2 separate regions of the Mus musculus genome follow, and region 1 is linked to region 2. The links are chromatin contacts, called in public HiChIP or PLAC-seq maps. All regions are on one chromosome and are shown on one strand. Each heading gives the region's core, a stretch centred on a gene start, on an enhancer-like site or on the middle of the called end of the contact. The rest is flanking DNA. Distances are from core to core; before and after follow the strand shown. Region 1 has its middle 110 kb from the start of Gm51564. Region 2 overlaps Zmat4 (zinc finger, matrin type 4).

Region 1 (6,933 bases), core at 366-2,865, 410 kb before region 2:
AGCCAGTAACCAGCACACCTCCAGTACCTCTGCATCAGCTCCTGCCTCCAGGTTCTTGCCTTATTTGATTTCCTGTCCTGATTGTCCTGTGATGAAAAGAGATATGGAAGTGCAAGCCAGATACATGACACCCCCACACACAAGTTGCTTTTGATCATGGTGTTTCATCATAGCAATAGAAACCCTGACTAAGACAATTATATTGATCCAAAGCCAGAACTCAATTTCCCTTGGCTAAAAATGATAACTTTGTCTCAGAATATTGATCTGTTTATATTTTTCCCCTTCCATGATATCTGATAAAAAGAAGCTGGAGTACATCCTAAGATTTAAAGTATACATCTGTCAGTGAAATGCTACTATTTGTGTAAATATGACTCCATTAGAAGACAGGCATACATAATCACCTTATATGCTGTCTGTAGAGTTGCCACAAACACCTCATGATCCTCCAGTTTTAAAATGTTTTCCATAAAGCCATTGACATAGGGTTTATTGTCCCTTTCTATAGGGAATGAGAAAAGTCCTGAGTGAATGTGTATTGTTTGACCTATGCATGGCCGTAGTAAGAATTTCAAAGCCTTAGCTCCATGGGAAATGACAAGGCCTTCCCCTGATTTTGGGGCATCTGTTTAAAGCATATGCAGGAAATGTCCATCATAGCTTTCTCCCCTTGGGTGTTTAGGCCCCTTAACAGAGACTGCTCCCACCCACATTATATATACCTGCCTCCCTTTTCAGCTGTATACAATAACCCCATGTCTTTGCTCATCTATTATATAATAACACTACTTCCCTGTTCAACTATCTATAATAAACACACTAAACAGGCAGCATGTTGACTGTTTTTCATTAGAGAGCCCAGTTCACCTAATTCCATCTTTTCTATGTGTGGTTTCCATGTTCACCCACTACCCAGTTAGGCCAATCCATGGAGCTACGCAGGGTGTGGCAAGTGACACCTGCACAAGGACATGAACTGTGGGACTCAAATACCTGACTGTGGGAAACTCTCACTGGTCAAAAGAGGGAACACTCCCAAGAGAAACATGAAAATAAAGGAAAAAGCAAATGATAAAAATGAACACAAATGAGATATGTGGAATTCTAAGCGTGAAGTACAAGCCACAGGACAAGTAGAGACAGGGAGTTATCTGTGGCGATTTGGGTGAGATTTAGATAGAGCGTGAAAGTGGGCTGCAGACAAGACAGCTTCATCAGTTAGTTCTTGGGCTGTGTTTGGGATGTGTGTCTGTGGTTTCTGTGGACGGGAAGGATGACTTTGGTTCCCAGGAAAATGAATGAATAAGTAAATAAATGGAGAGGAAGGGCTAGATACTCAGCCAAGGGACCAGAGCTTGTTCCCATGTTTGCTTTAGGTTTAACTGTGTTTATGTTACATCTGACAAAGCCAAGCAGCTGGCAGGTGATAGACGCATGGGCATGGAGCTCTGGGTGGGCAGTGGGCCTGCCTGATTGGTCACTTGCCTGGGCCACACTGCAGCTTGGTGAGTTGATCCTTTTCCTTTGTGTCTGGTGCTGCTGTGTATTTAAATGCTAAATAGGGCATCCCAAGTTCTGCCTGCCCCAAAACGAGTGAATTCAGATGTATACAGGCTTTTGTTATGTAAAACCTTGCTCCCTAATTATCCCTGGTTGGCTAATAAAGATGCCTATATCCTGGGATGGGCAGAAGAGAAGTCAGCAGAGCTTCAGTTCCTGGGCTTGGAGTCTGAGGTAGGGACCACCACAAGGGGAGGCCGGGAGGAGGGGGGAGGAAGGAGGAAGGAGGAAGAAGGAAGGAGGAAGACACCATAGGGTAGTATGGACCATGAGCACATGGCCATGAGGGCCATGAGCTTAGGAGCAGCACAAATGGAACAGATGCAAGCATTTATGGGGATTTAGGCAGGAAAGCAGACAAGATAGCTTAGAGGGTTGATATCTGCCCAGCTGTAGTGCTATAAGCCTTATTACAAAAGTAAAAGGTCACTGTGTCTTTTATTTGGGAACTAGACGGTCTGATGTGGGGTAGAAACCCCTAATTGACATTTGAAGGCAGCAAGGGGGGTGTAGGAAACCCTCAGAATAATAATAACCACAACACTAATGGCTGCACTGGCAGTCTGTGTCAAAAAATACATATTCACTCAGAACTTCACCTGCTCCCTGCATCCTCCTTTCTTATTTCGTTCATGTTTAGGATGGAGCCTTACACTTATCCCAGGGTTCATGCTCAATGCCACACTTAAGGATAAGAATGTAGATCACGGCAGCTGTTACAAGCAAGAGAAATGCAAGGCATGTTTTAGCAAGTGGAGGGATTGAAGCTCACCAAGGATCATTTTTGCAGTATTTTCCAGAGAAACAGGATGTGATCTGAAGCCTTTTGCATTTCTAGTTTGGGCTGACTTAACTGAGCCACATCCGTGCTGTCATTATTGTAGGGCCAAGCACCCAGGAGGCGGGTCCCAGTTAATTCCCAATTATGTCTGCTCTCATTTAAAGGGGCTGCTGTCATGGGCATGTGCTAGTTAATCCCGGTGACATATTAAATTCTGTCTATATTGTAGGGCTGAAACCTAACCCAATTATTTGAACAGACACTATTGGGACTACAAATAGTTAGAAAAAATGCTCTGCCCCCAGAATAGAGGAAGTCATTGGTATACAAAGGTATGGAAGCCTTTCTCAAACTGTGGGCTGTGACCTCATTGGGGCTCAAATGATCCTTTCATGGGGTCTTCTAAGATCATCAGAAAACACAGATATTTATACTATGATTCATAACAGTAGCAAAATTACAGCTATGCAATAGCAACGAAAATAATTGTGTGGTTGGGGGTCACCACAACATGAGGAATAGATGAAGCACTGAGGTGTGGGGAAATGTGACCAAGCCACTGGATAGACGTGCATAGGTGTCTCTCCTTGATCAGTCTTACCTGCTTATATACAATTACCAAACACTTCATAAAAGTAACTGGTTGTTTCTTTTTTTTTGAGGGTCACATTGTTCAAAAAAGAGTAGCATTTACATCTGCCAAGACTTGTGCCTTTGGCTGTGTGCCTACTGAGGCACGCCACAGTAGCTATAGCACCACCTGATCTTGGCTCTTCCATGTCTATGTATCTGTCCAGTGGTCAGTCTATTGCTATCCCTAGTCATGGTTCATGCCCATTTCAAGGCTTGGCACCTTGCCTTAAAGCTGCTGGCCCTTACAGTCAGGGAGAAAGGCTGTCTGCAGGTTCCAGGAATCTTGGCAAACAACACAGGAGTTCACCCTCACGTACAGACCTTGTGGTACAGCTCATGGGCATAAGTGTCTTGGGTTTGCTTTCCCAGCTCTAGCTTAGAAGAGAGAATAAAACAAAACAAAGAGAACTTAATTTTCTGGGTTTGGGAGATGGGTAAGGCAGTAGGTAATATGCTTGCTCTGAAAGCATAAAGATCTATCTATGTTTGATACTCAGAACCTACTCACAAAAGCTGGGTTTAGTAGTGCCGACTTGTAATCCCAGAGACAGTTGGATCTCGGAGGCTTAAAAGACTACCTAGCCCACTTGGGAAGGACCATGCTAGTGAGAGACCCTGTCTCAAAAATCAAGGTGGATGGCTTCCAAGACACAACACCTGAAGTTTATGTCTGCACCTGAATGCATACACACATATGAACATGCATCCACACATATGAACATGCATGCACACATAAGAACATGCATGAACCCGTGTATAAACAAACACACACAAATTGTTAATTTTCTGCTCTTAAAATTTGCCAAGACCGCAGAGCTCTCACTTTGCAAACAATATCAGCCGTGGCTTTTTAATAGTAACAGTTTTTGTGCAACTATGTAAATGAACCAAGTCCATTCCCCAATGAAACCAGCTTTTCGTGATCAAGACTAATTTCTGGAGCTTTTTATAATCAAAGAAGAGACTCTTTAACATTTTGTAAGTTGATGGAGGATTTTTTTTTTTTTTTCAGAACACAGCAAGCGACTTTCATCAGCAGGGCCCTTCCTTCCTTCCTTCATCACGCCTGGTACCAGCAGCTGCTGGATCTCATCAAGGTCTCTGCTGGCTGCTGCAGAGGCAAGCATGAGTTTCGTCAATAGAGGCTGTACTGGCTGGTTTTGGGTGTCAACTTGACACAGGCTGGAGTTATCACAGAGAAAGGAGCTTCAGTTGGGGAGATGCCTCCACGAGATCCAGCTATAAGGCATTTTCTCAATTAGTGATCAAGGGGGAAAGGCCCCTTGTGGGTGGGACCATCTCTGGGATGGTAGTCTTGGGTTCTATAAGAGAGCAGGCTGAGCAAGCCAGGGGAGCAAGCCAGTAAAGAACATCCCTCCATGGCCTCTGCATCAGCTCCTGCTTCCTGACCTGCTTGAGTTCCAGTCCTGACTTCCTTTGGTGATGAACAGCGGTATGGAAGTGTAAGCCAAATAAACCCTTTCCTCCCCAACTTGCTTCTTGGCCATGATGTTTGTGCAGGAATAGAAACCCTGACTAAGATAGAGGCCAAACCTAAAATAGTTACAATGTGGTCCTCTGGGGGGTGGGGGGATCCTCCTACCCATTGCTCTGGAAAAGCTTTTCTTTGACTTTGCCGTTGTTGCTGCCATCCAAGGACTTCTGTAGGCTAGAAGGGGAACTCTCAAGCATTGTGCTGACTCTTCTGTGGGATGCCTGCCAAGTTTCCCAGGGAAATGAACCTTCCTCCGTTAAGCGCTTTTTCTCCCTTTGCTCACTACGTACATTGCTTTATCCAGTTCCATTGTTGATTTCTCATTGATTAATTACTTCAATAAACCTGCCGTGTATTCACTTACAAAATTAAAGCGTGATTAATCTTACCTTCAATTTTACCTTCAGAGGTAACATTGATCAAGTTCTTGGGATACAAATACTGTTGCAATTTTGATGTCATAAATCAGAAAATTGTAATCTGAACTTGCTTTGAGAGACAGACAAACGCACAGCCACCATTATTGACAAGCAGGGAAGGTTGGTAATATCTAGTTTCACAGAAACTATGGGGAAAATGCACTCCATTTATAGGAATGCATACCATAGGGACCAGTGTAAAAAACAAACAAACAAACAAACAAACAAACAAACCAGTTTTCCCTCATTCAGTAAATTTGAAATTACTGGTAAGTTAGGGCAGACAGATTCTTCTCCCTACATGAATGTGTGTATACATGAAATGAAGATAACCACCCATCCCAGAATGTTCACAGCAGAAATGTTTGTAGCATCAAGCAAACAATCCTGGAGACAAACAATACTGCCCAAAGCAGATATGGAAAGCAAGTGGGCACAGCTGCACAGACCTAAGGAGAAGAATCCAAAGACGGACCATCAGCTTTAAAACACAAGTCTAGAAAGAATACAAACACTGATTTCATATAAACAAAGTTAAAACCAAGCAGGCTACAGTACATTAGGTATTGAGGATACAGTAATATTACAAAATAAGAACATGTAATTAAGACAAAAGTCAAGTTCATGGCGACATCTAGGGAGGGTACAAGGGAAGATTTAGAATCTAGGAAAGGCCTAGGGAGAGATGGAAAAGGAGCAGTCAGATCTTTTTCTTTCCCCCCTTCTTCCCAAGTTGTGTTGGTAAATAGTTTTACTTAAAACTGTTGCTCAAATCTTCTAAACATTGGTTTAAAAATACTCAACATTTAGTAAAAACAAGTCTTGGGAAACAGTCTGGCAGTGACAAACTAAAAGATGACTATAAAAATAAAAAATGTCAGGCAAGAGGAATTCGGCATCAGCCAAATGCTACAGGTTACAAATGAATTATACGTAAAATAGACCTGGCATAAAAGAATGTCAAGGTTAGGGTCCTGGCCTCAGCTCAGCAAAGAGAGGTGGGGAAGCCTGGTCACATTTTTGTCACATTCTTCATAGTCCTGGGCTTGCTTCCTCTTGTTCCAGGATGACTGTTAAGAGCAACACCACGGTTTGATTGCCACATTGTCTAGGTTCAGGGCATTGGTGCTCTAGAGAAGAAAGCATGCTGTTTACCACCAGGTCCTGCTGTGGGTTTTTATTGTTCCCCAACTGGCTCAGCTGGAAACTTGTGAATGCTCTTGGTCAGTCATTGCAATGGAGTAAACGGTGTTCTGATTGGTTGGAACAAATCACATGTTCCCTCTGTGCCCTAATGAGAACTGGGTCTCTTTAACCTGCATAACTAATCATGAAAGGAGAAACTGATACCAGAATATTCTTTCCCAAATGATTCTAATAAATTCCTAGTGGCAAAAAACAAAAACAAAAACAAAAACCCCAAACCTCCACAGTGTCTGGGTAATTTTTTTAATTATTTTTTTATTAGATATTTTCTTCATTTGCATTTTCAATGCTATCCCAAAAGTCCCCCAAATCCTCCCCCCACTCCCCCCCCCCACTCCCACTTCTTGGCCCTGGCATTTCCCTGTACTAAGGCATATAAAGTTTTCAAGACCAATGGGCCTCTCTTTCCACTGATGGCCGACTACATCATCTTCTGATACATCTGCAGCTAGAGACACGAGCTCATGGGGGGTACTGGTTAGTTCATATTTTTATTCCACGTATAGGGTTGCAGACCCCTTTAGCTCCTTGGGTACTTAATCTAGCTCCTCCATTGGGGGTCATGTGATCCATCGAATAGCTGACTGTGAGCATCCACTTCTGTGTTTGCTAGGCCCCAGCATAGTCTCACAAGAGACAGCTATATCAGGGTCCTTTCAGCAAAATCTTGCTAGTGTGTGCAATGGTGTCAGCATTTTGAGGCTGATTATGGGATGGATCCCCTGGTATGGCGGTCTCTAGATGGTCCATCCTTTCGTCTCAGCTCCAATCTTTGTCTCTATAACTCCTTTCATGGGTGTTTTGTTCCCAATTCTAAGAAGGACAAAATGTCCACA
Region 2 (6,440 bases), core at 3,183-5,682:
GGCATGTGCCACTATATAATAGTCACTGTGACACTACTGTGTGAGGAGCAGAGCAATGACAGTAGGCACAATCTTTGGTTCCAAATCCTCAAGGGGCAAGATAATGAGAAATACTGTGCACTAGCACACACACACACACACACACATACACACACACACACACACACACATACATACACACACACTCCAGTCTCTCAGAAAAAGAACTGAAAAAAAAAATTGGTAAAAAGTGCTAGCTTGCTTGAGATGACAAGATAGATTATCAGGGAACTCTCCAAGGAGGTTGGATGAAGACTGAATGATGGATAAGATAAGGATGGAGAGAAACACATCCAAACTCTAAATTGGTTTTTTCCCCTGGCGCGTGCACACACACACACACACACACACGCACACAAGACCTGCTTATCAATGGGCATAAGAATGCATGTGAGGGATTAACTGTGGACATTACAGAGTAAAATGGAAGCAAAGAGAGCTAAAAGATGGATGGAGGAGACCCAGAGGGATGGGGAGACTGTCAGGAGAACCTGACAACAGTCAAGTTCTAAGTGCATCTCAGGGGGCCCAGAGAGGCCTTTCCAGAGCTCTTGGATGCAGCTTTCTTCTGGCCTTCTTAACAGCAGGCTGAAACCATCATGGGCTCCACAAGAAGGACCAATACTGTTCTTTCCTCTCCATGAGTGACAGTGTGAAAAATCAAGGTGACTCAAGAGACCTTGAGAGCCCCGTGAGACTCCTGGGAGGAACAAGCCATTAGCTCCCACTCCAGTTTTGTGGCTCACCAGCCAGGTGTCCAGCCAGCTCAATGCTTTCTGTGCTCTGGTCTCTCCATGTGTGTAAAGGCAAGGGATGAGTCTCACCGGGATGCTGTAAGGATCAGTAGTAGGGTTGGTCAAACATCAGACCAGAGTGGCAGATGGCAGACCCTTAAGAAGTCAATATCCCGATCGTTGTTAGCAGTGTTACCAATTCTGAGGTGGTGCTTTGGGGTTAATACTGTAAATATTTAAGGAGAGAAATAAACAGAACCTCATTGGCAGCTGAGCAGGGATGAAGACCGACCCGGTGTGCTGAAATCATAGTTCCTTTTGACATTCTATGACCTGGACCATCCTCAGACAGCGAAGCACAACTGACAACCCCTCCTGCCAGCTTGGGGCCTGTGAAGACCCCACACTCCAGAAATGTCTACGGTCTATTTTTATCACTGGAAGTACCAAACCTCACTGGGGGAACTTGATTTGAATTTGTCTCCCCCTCTCCAATGTCTGTTCTTCCCCCCAGAGCCTGCTCCCTAGGGGCCACAGGAGGAAGCATACATACTTCAAGGTTTGGCAGCAAGCCATATGCACCAGCAATCTTAGTGCACATCTTATTGCTGTGGCTGATCCAAGATGTCTGAGTAGCCATGCTCCATTGGGGGTGGGGGGCATCAACCTCACCCCAGCTCTCTGAAGAAAGAAGCCCTGACGGTCTTCACTGTGTGGTCATCACTCTACCATTAGCTATGGAGGCCATCCAGGTGGTTAATAAGCCACCTTCCACCTACTTTCTCCTTTCAGTAGCCATTTAAGGCCAGGAATTAAGACTTGTGCCATTCCCAACCTAAGAGCCCCGCAGGTTTGGCTCAGGTCTGCACTGGACGGTTTGCAGGGGAAGGACACCTGGATGTTGGCTCTAAATTTACTTTTTATTCATAGTGCAGATGGATCTGAGTAAGACATTTTGGATTTTTATCAGAGACTTGGGAAACTTAGAAAACATACAGGGTTTGGGTTGGGGACTGGGGAAGGCGGGTATAGGGAGTGAGAAAGAAAGGTGACTGGCCCAGCACACCTTTTAGGGGATTGTTGTTTGTTTGCCTGCAATTATGATGAGGGCAGATGCAAATTTCAGACACAGCTGGCAGCTGTGAAATTATGTACATGTTTGCTTGGGCAGCTGTCCCAAATTTTGTATATTAGAACAAAAGTTTCTATGATTTATCACAACTAAAAGTAAATATTCTAAGTGAAGCCCACCTCTGTCATGCAGCTTCGGTCATGGGAACTTCGCCTTTAGAAGGTTACTCAAGACAGGAGCTGGGTGGCTTAGGAAGGGGCAAGGAAATGTGCTATGGCAGATGGCCTTACGGCCTCAGCCGTCAGTGTCGAGTTTTTCTTTCCATGATGGCCACAGGAAGACCTCACTTTCATAACATGCTCCTCCTGATACTTTGTGTAAAGATGCTTTTCAGTAAAGATTCTCTCAGGAGGGATGTGGCTGGGAGCTGGGAGGCAAGGTGCTGGAGTCCTTGCTCTCCAGGGAGCTTAGCTGTGTGACCTTGGGCAAGTCACCTAACCGCTCTGTGGTTCCATTTCCCTATTGTAAATGGGAGTAATACCTACCTCACAGGGTTGTTTGGGGGATTAATTAGAGAGGAAGTCCGTAAAGCATTTAAAAGGTTCTTAAAGAAGGCGCTATATAAATATAAAATAATATCTATTAAAGTTGAAAAAAAAGAGCCCTGCAGGTGTCACAGAGGCTGCTCTGTGATCTCTCCAAGTCCAGAGAGCCACCATGGCAGCTCCTCTAAGTGCATTCCTAACAGTACGTGATCCTTGCGAACTCTCCTGATCTGGAAGTAAAGATTTTGCCTGGGGCTTCCCCCTACACCAGCCCTTCGGAAAGCCTTATTTTCTCTGTGAAAACACTGAGACTTGGGGCTGACTAACTTGCCTGAAGGTTCCTGAGTCTCCAACATGACAGTCAGTGTTCCAGGCCAAGGATGAGTCTTCTGTCCACAGGGGCATCCCCTAGCTGGGCTGCCTTTCTCCGCTCTCTGTGTGCAGCTTAGTCTATGCCATGGTCCCTCTGTCCAGGACCATTAAAAAAAGTGTTTGAAAGCCCAGGACAGATGAGTTAAGGGGCCATTTCTGACCTCAGTGCCTAGACTTCCCTTTCTTGGCCTGATCAGAGCTATGACTTGCCACCATCTCATAGACGTTCTGCATCCATGTTTATATCCACAAGATTTCAGATATGGACACATGACAACCTTCAGATCAGGTACCCACTACTATTTTCAATTTAGCCTGACCCTTTGAGGAACTATGGCATTCCATGCCCAAGCCAACCAGGCCTTCTGATCCAGTCTGGCACCCTCACCCTCAACCCCACCCCCCACCCCCTCTCTCTGCCATATGCCCTTCCTGCCCACCATGAAATAACTAGGCTGCTCTCAGCATCTCTAGCCTCTGCTTCCCAGTATTCAACAGAGACAACCTGAGCTCTTATCTTCTGCAATGATCCCCTAAGAATGCTTTCAAATCAAATGCACCTTCCACATTTTACAATACCACCAAAGCAACTTACAAGTTTTTTGGTTTTGTTTTTTTCTGTTCTGGTTTATTGGTATTAAAACTATGCTCAGAAGCCAGGCGTGGTGGCTCACACCTTTAATCCCAGCACTTGGGAGGCAGAGGCAGACAGATTTCTGAGTTCGAGGCCAGCCTGGTCTACAAAGTGAGTTCCAGGACAGCCAGGGCTATACAGAGAAACCCTGTCTCAAAAAACAAAACAAAACAAAACAAAAAACAAAAAAAAACTATGCTCAGAAAGTCGGGGGGTGGGGGTGGGGGTTAGAATGAGGACTGGCCCATCTTCAAGACAAAACAAATAAGCTCTGGATTGTTCTGTTGTCCTTTTTGGCTTCTATCCCCTGACCCCTGATGCTATCTCCCATACTTTCTAGCTATGCCTGTTTTTCACCTCCTCCTCCTCCTTCTTCTTCCAGGTCTCTGTCACTAGAGCCTACTCCACTAGCTTACCTAGCAACAAAGACAAAAAGAATTGGAAGGCAGACCGGATGCTTCAAAATACAAGTCAACGTGCTCCTCTGTAACTCCTCAGGCACCCCAGAGCCTCTGATGATGGCTCTGTCCTGTCTCCACTGCATCTCCCTCCAAGCCAAGAGGATGATGCAGTGATGCAGGGCTGGTTGCCGTGGCAGCAGACTAAGCAGGGAAATGGGGAAAAAAAGCCAAAAACATTACTCCAAAAATGAAAGTAGGTTCCGAAATCCTGCCAGAGGACAGGGTCGCAAGCAGACTTCAGTAGGAGCAGAACACGTAAGGATGCCTGTGCTAGAATTTCAGTGTCATCCTCCTGCCCACGTTCCCCCATAAAAGATCTCCCATCGTGCCTTTGTGTAGGGTGAAGGTCAAAGATATGCTCATCTTGAAGAACCTTTGGGAGTCTGTGCTTCTCCAAATAACAGCCATCCTTCTGGCCAGGAGGCCTAATGTTCCAATAAAGGAATTTGGTGGTTCACACCCTCACCAGCCATCAACCAGCTACACCCACAAGTTCTGTTTCCTACCCTGAGCTGAGAGCGCCCTGTTTCTACCCCCACATTTTTCCCTTGCTCTGTGTTTGCTCAGCAGGAGCAAAACTGACTCACACCATTTGAGTAATTGCCCCTTAAGGGCGCCACTCTCTTCCCTTGTAAGACTAGGCTCTGTGGTTCCTGACTCACAGGCACGTGCCACTGCTGGGTACCCTGGCAATAGAACCACATCTGTCAGCTTCTCTCTTATGTACCCAGAACCACATCTGTCAGCCTCTCTCCTGTGTGCCCAGCCTGGCCCCAGTGGCATCTGGGAAGGAAGGCAGCATCAGACTGCCAGCTTGCAGGACAGTGGCACTCTGGCCAAACTCTGAGGCAAGCCACAGTGCTTGCAGCAGGTGCCTGGCTCACAGCCACTCCTCCTCTCAGGCTCCTTTCCCTTTGGATGGGCAAATTTGACCCACAGATCCCGCGTGTGGGATGTCAGCAGAATGGGTGCTGAGCAATGAGGCCACAGCTTCGGCCTTTCTCTGTAGTTCTTTGTAAGTCCCTCAGGAATCTCATGCCACTCACCAAATGTCATCAACCAAAGTCTCAGACATGTCACAGCCTGGTAGATTGCCCCTCTACTCGTTACTCGGATTTGATTGGGTATTGTCAACATGCCTAGCACTGCTTGGATTTCAAGGTTAGTGCACTGTTAATGAACTTCTAAGATTCTGATCTCATGGAGAATCATTCACCATACTACCCCTAAGGTTCTGGCCAAGGTGATGTCAATACTAGAAGTCCCCCTCCACCTAACAGTAAGACTGGGCTGTAAGCAAGTGCCAGAGGCAAAAAGGCCTGGTAGAGGGGGGAAAACCCTCTGTCTAGGCTTCTAGAAGATACTTACCATCAGTCTGGGGAAAAGCCTGGTGTGCCCAGTAGTAACAAATCTGTCTATGCCCAGATGATGGGCCTAGCAAGCTAATGAAACTATGATCAGGGAAAACTACGTTTGCTTCTGCAAGACACTGCTGAATAAACCCCAGTACCTTCATCAGTTGGGTGGACAAAGGGTAGAGATCTTGGGTTTTCAGTTCCTTTTCCATATCAAGTCAGAGTAAAACCAGAGCCAACACCACACAAGGAAGGACAGACAGAAATAATGAGACAGAAGGCTCCTATGCCCAGGAGGACAGCGAAGGTGGGGGAGGGAAAGTGAGAGATCGAAGCACAGCCCAGTTTGTCATTCATTAAATCAAATCAATGCCACACACATTTTAGAGAGTCAGACCCTACCCCCCATCCCCCCACCATTCAATTGAGGAAGCGATGGCACAGTGGTCAAGCATATACGCTGCACCTGGAGAGGGCCATGGGTTGACTTCCTAGCACCCATGTTGGTCAGCTCTCAACCACCTTTAACTCCAGTTCTGAGAGTTTCTGGCATCCATAGTCACCTGTACCCACGTGTGCACACATATACACTTTAAAATATAATGATAATAATAATAATAATAATAATAATAAATCTTAAAGCAAGGCAATAGTTCATTGTGGGGCCATCAATTTCCAAAGGAAGCTGGTGAATGTTCAAGAAAAGTGGATTTCTTTAATTAGCCATAAATAGATAGATAAGTAAATAAATAAAAATCCTAGCACTTCTTTTCAACATTGGCTACAAGTCTCCAAACTTACAGTTTATAGATAAGCCGGCATTCCTTTACTGTATATTATTTGCATGATCTGTAAAGACAGGGCTGCCCTGTCTTCAATGCAGCCATCATTGGATGGCAGTGCCTGCCTCCAAAGGTGACATAAGGCAGCATTGCCAACCATTGCTTGGCTTTGAACCTTGGTTACTTGGCTACTGCATAGGTAGCTGGTCAGCCAGACATATCTATGTCTGTCTTTCCTTCATGACAGCATGCTAATTTAATGGGACCTTTTTCAAGGAATCCAAACTGCCCGGCCCTGAATTGTCTCACCACCTTCCTTCCGGGCACCAACAAACTGTAGGACCTCTAAAGGGGCCAAAGTGCCACTTGAATTTAAATTTTAATTAACCATTCACTTTTTAATTATTGAACTAATTAATTCCATCCAGTAACTAAAATATGTCAGG

Evidence for each region. HiChIP or PLAC-seq counts read pairs in DNA pulled down with a chosen protein or histone mark.
Region 1: an H3K27ac HiChIP or PLAC-seq map of VIP interneurons shows a contact between it and region 2, with 3 times the contacts expected there. The contact joins two enhancer-like sites. A contact is called at or near these places in 1 of 484 Hi-C or Micro-C datasets (cerebellar granule neurons), 2 of 115 datasets of contacts at active chromatin or transcription factors (VIP interneurons and embryonic stem cells) and 1 of 9 other capture datasets (embryonic stem cells).

Annotation. Positions count from the first base shown.
Region 1 is chr8:24,147,848-24,154,780 of GRCm38.p6, reverse strand. No RefSeq gene overlaps it. Among named protein-coding and RNA genes, the nearest start is that of Gm51564, 110 kb to the right of the region's middle. Within about 2 kb of position 1,615, at least 18 of the 459 cell types and tissues checked have an H3K27ac peak or open chromatin away from gene starts, as enhancers often do. A contact at or near this core is called in VIP interneurons, where this site is marked.
Region 2 is chr8:23,738,878-23,745,317 of GRCm38.p6, reverse strand. The region is part of intron 1 of Zmat4 (zinc finger, matrin type 4); the gene reads right to left. Among named protein-coding and RNA genes, the nearest start is that of Zmat4, 72 kb to the right of the region's middle. Within about 2 kb of position 4,432, at least 43 of the 459 cell types and tissues checked have an H3K27ac peak or open chromatin away from gene starts, as enhancers often do. A contact at or near this core is called in VIP interneurons, where this site is marked.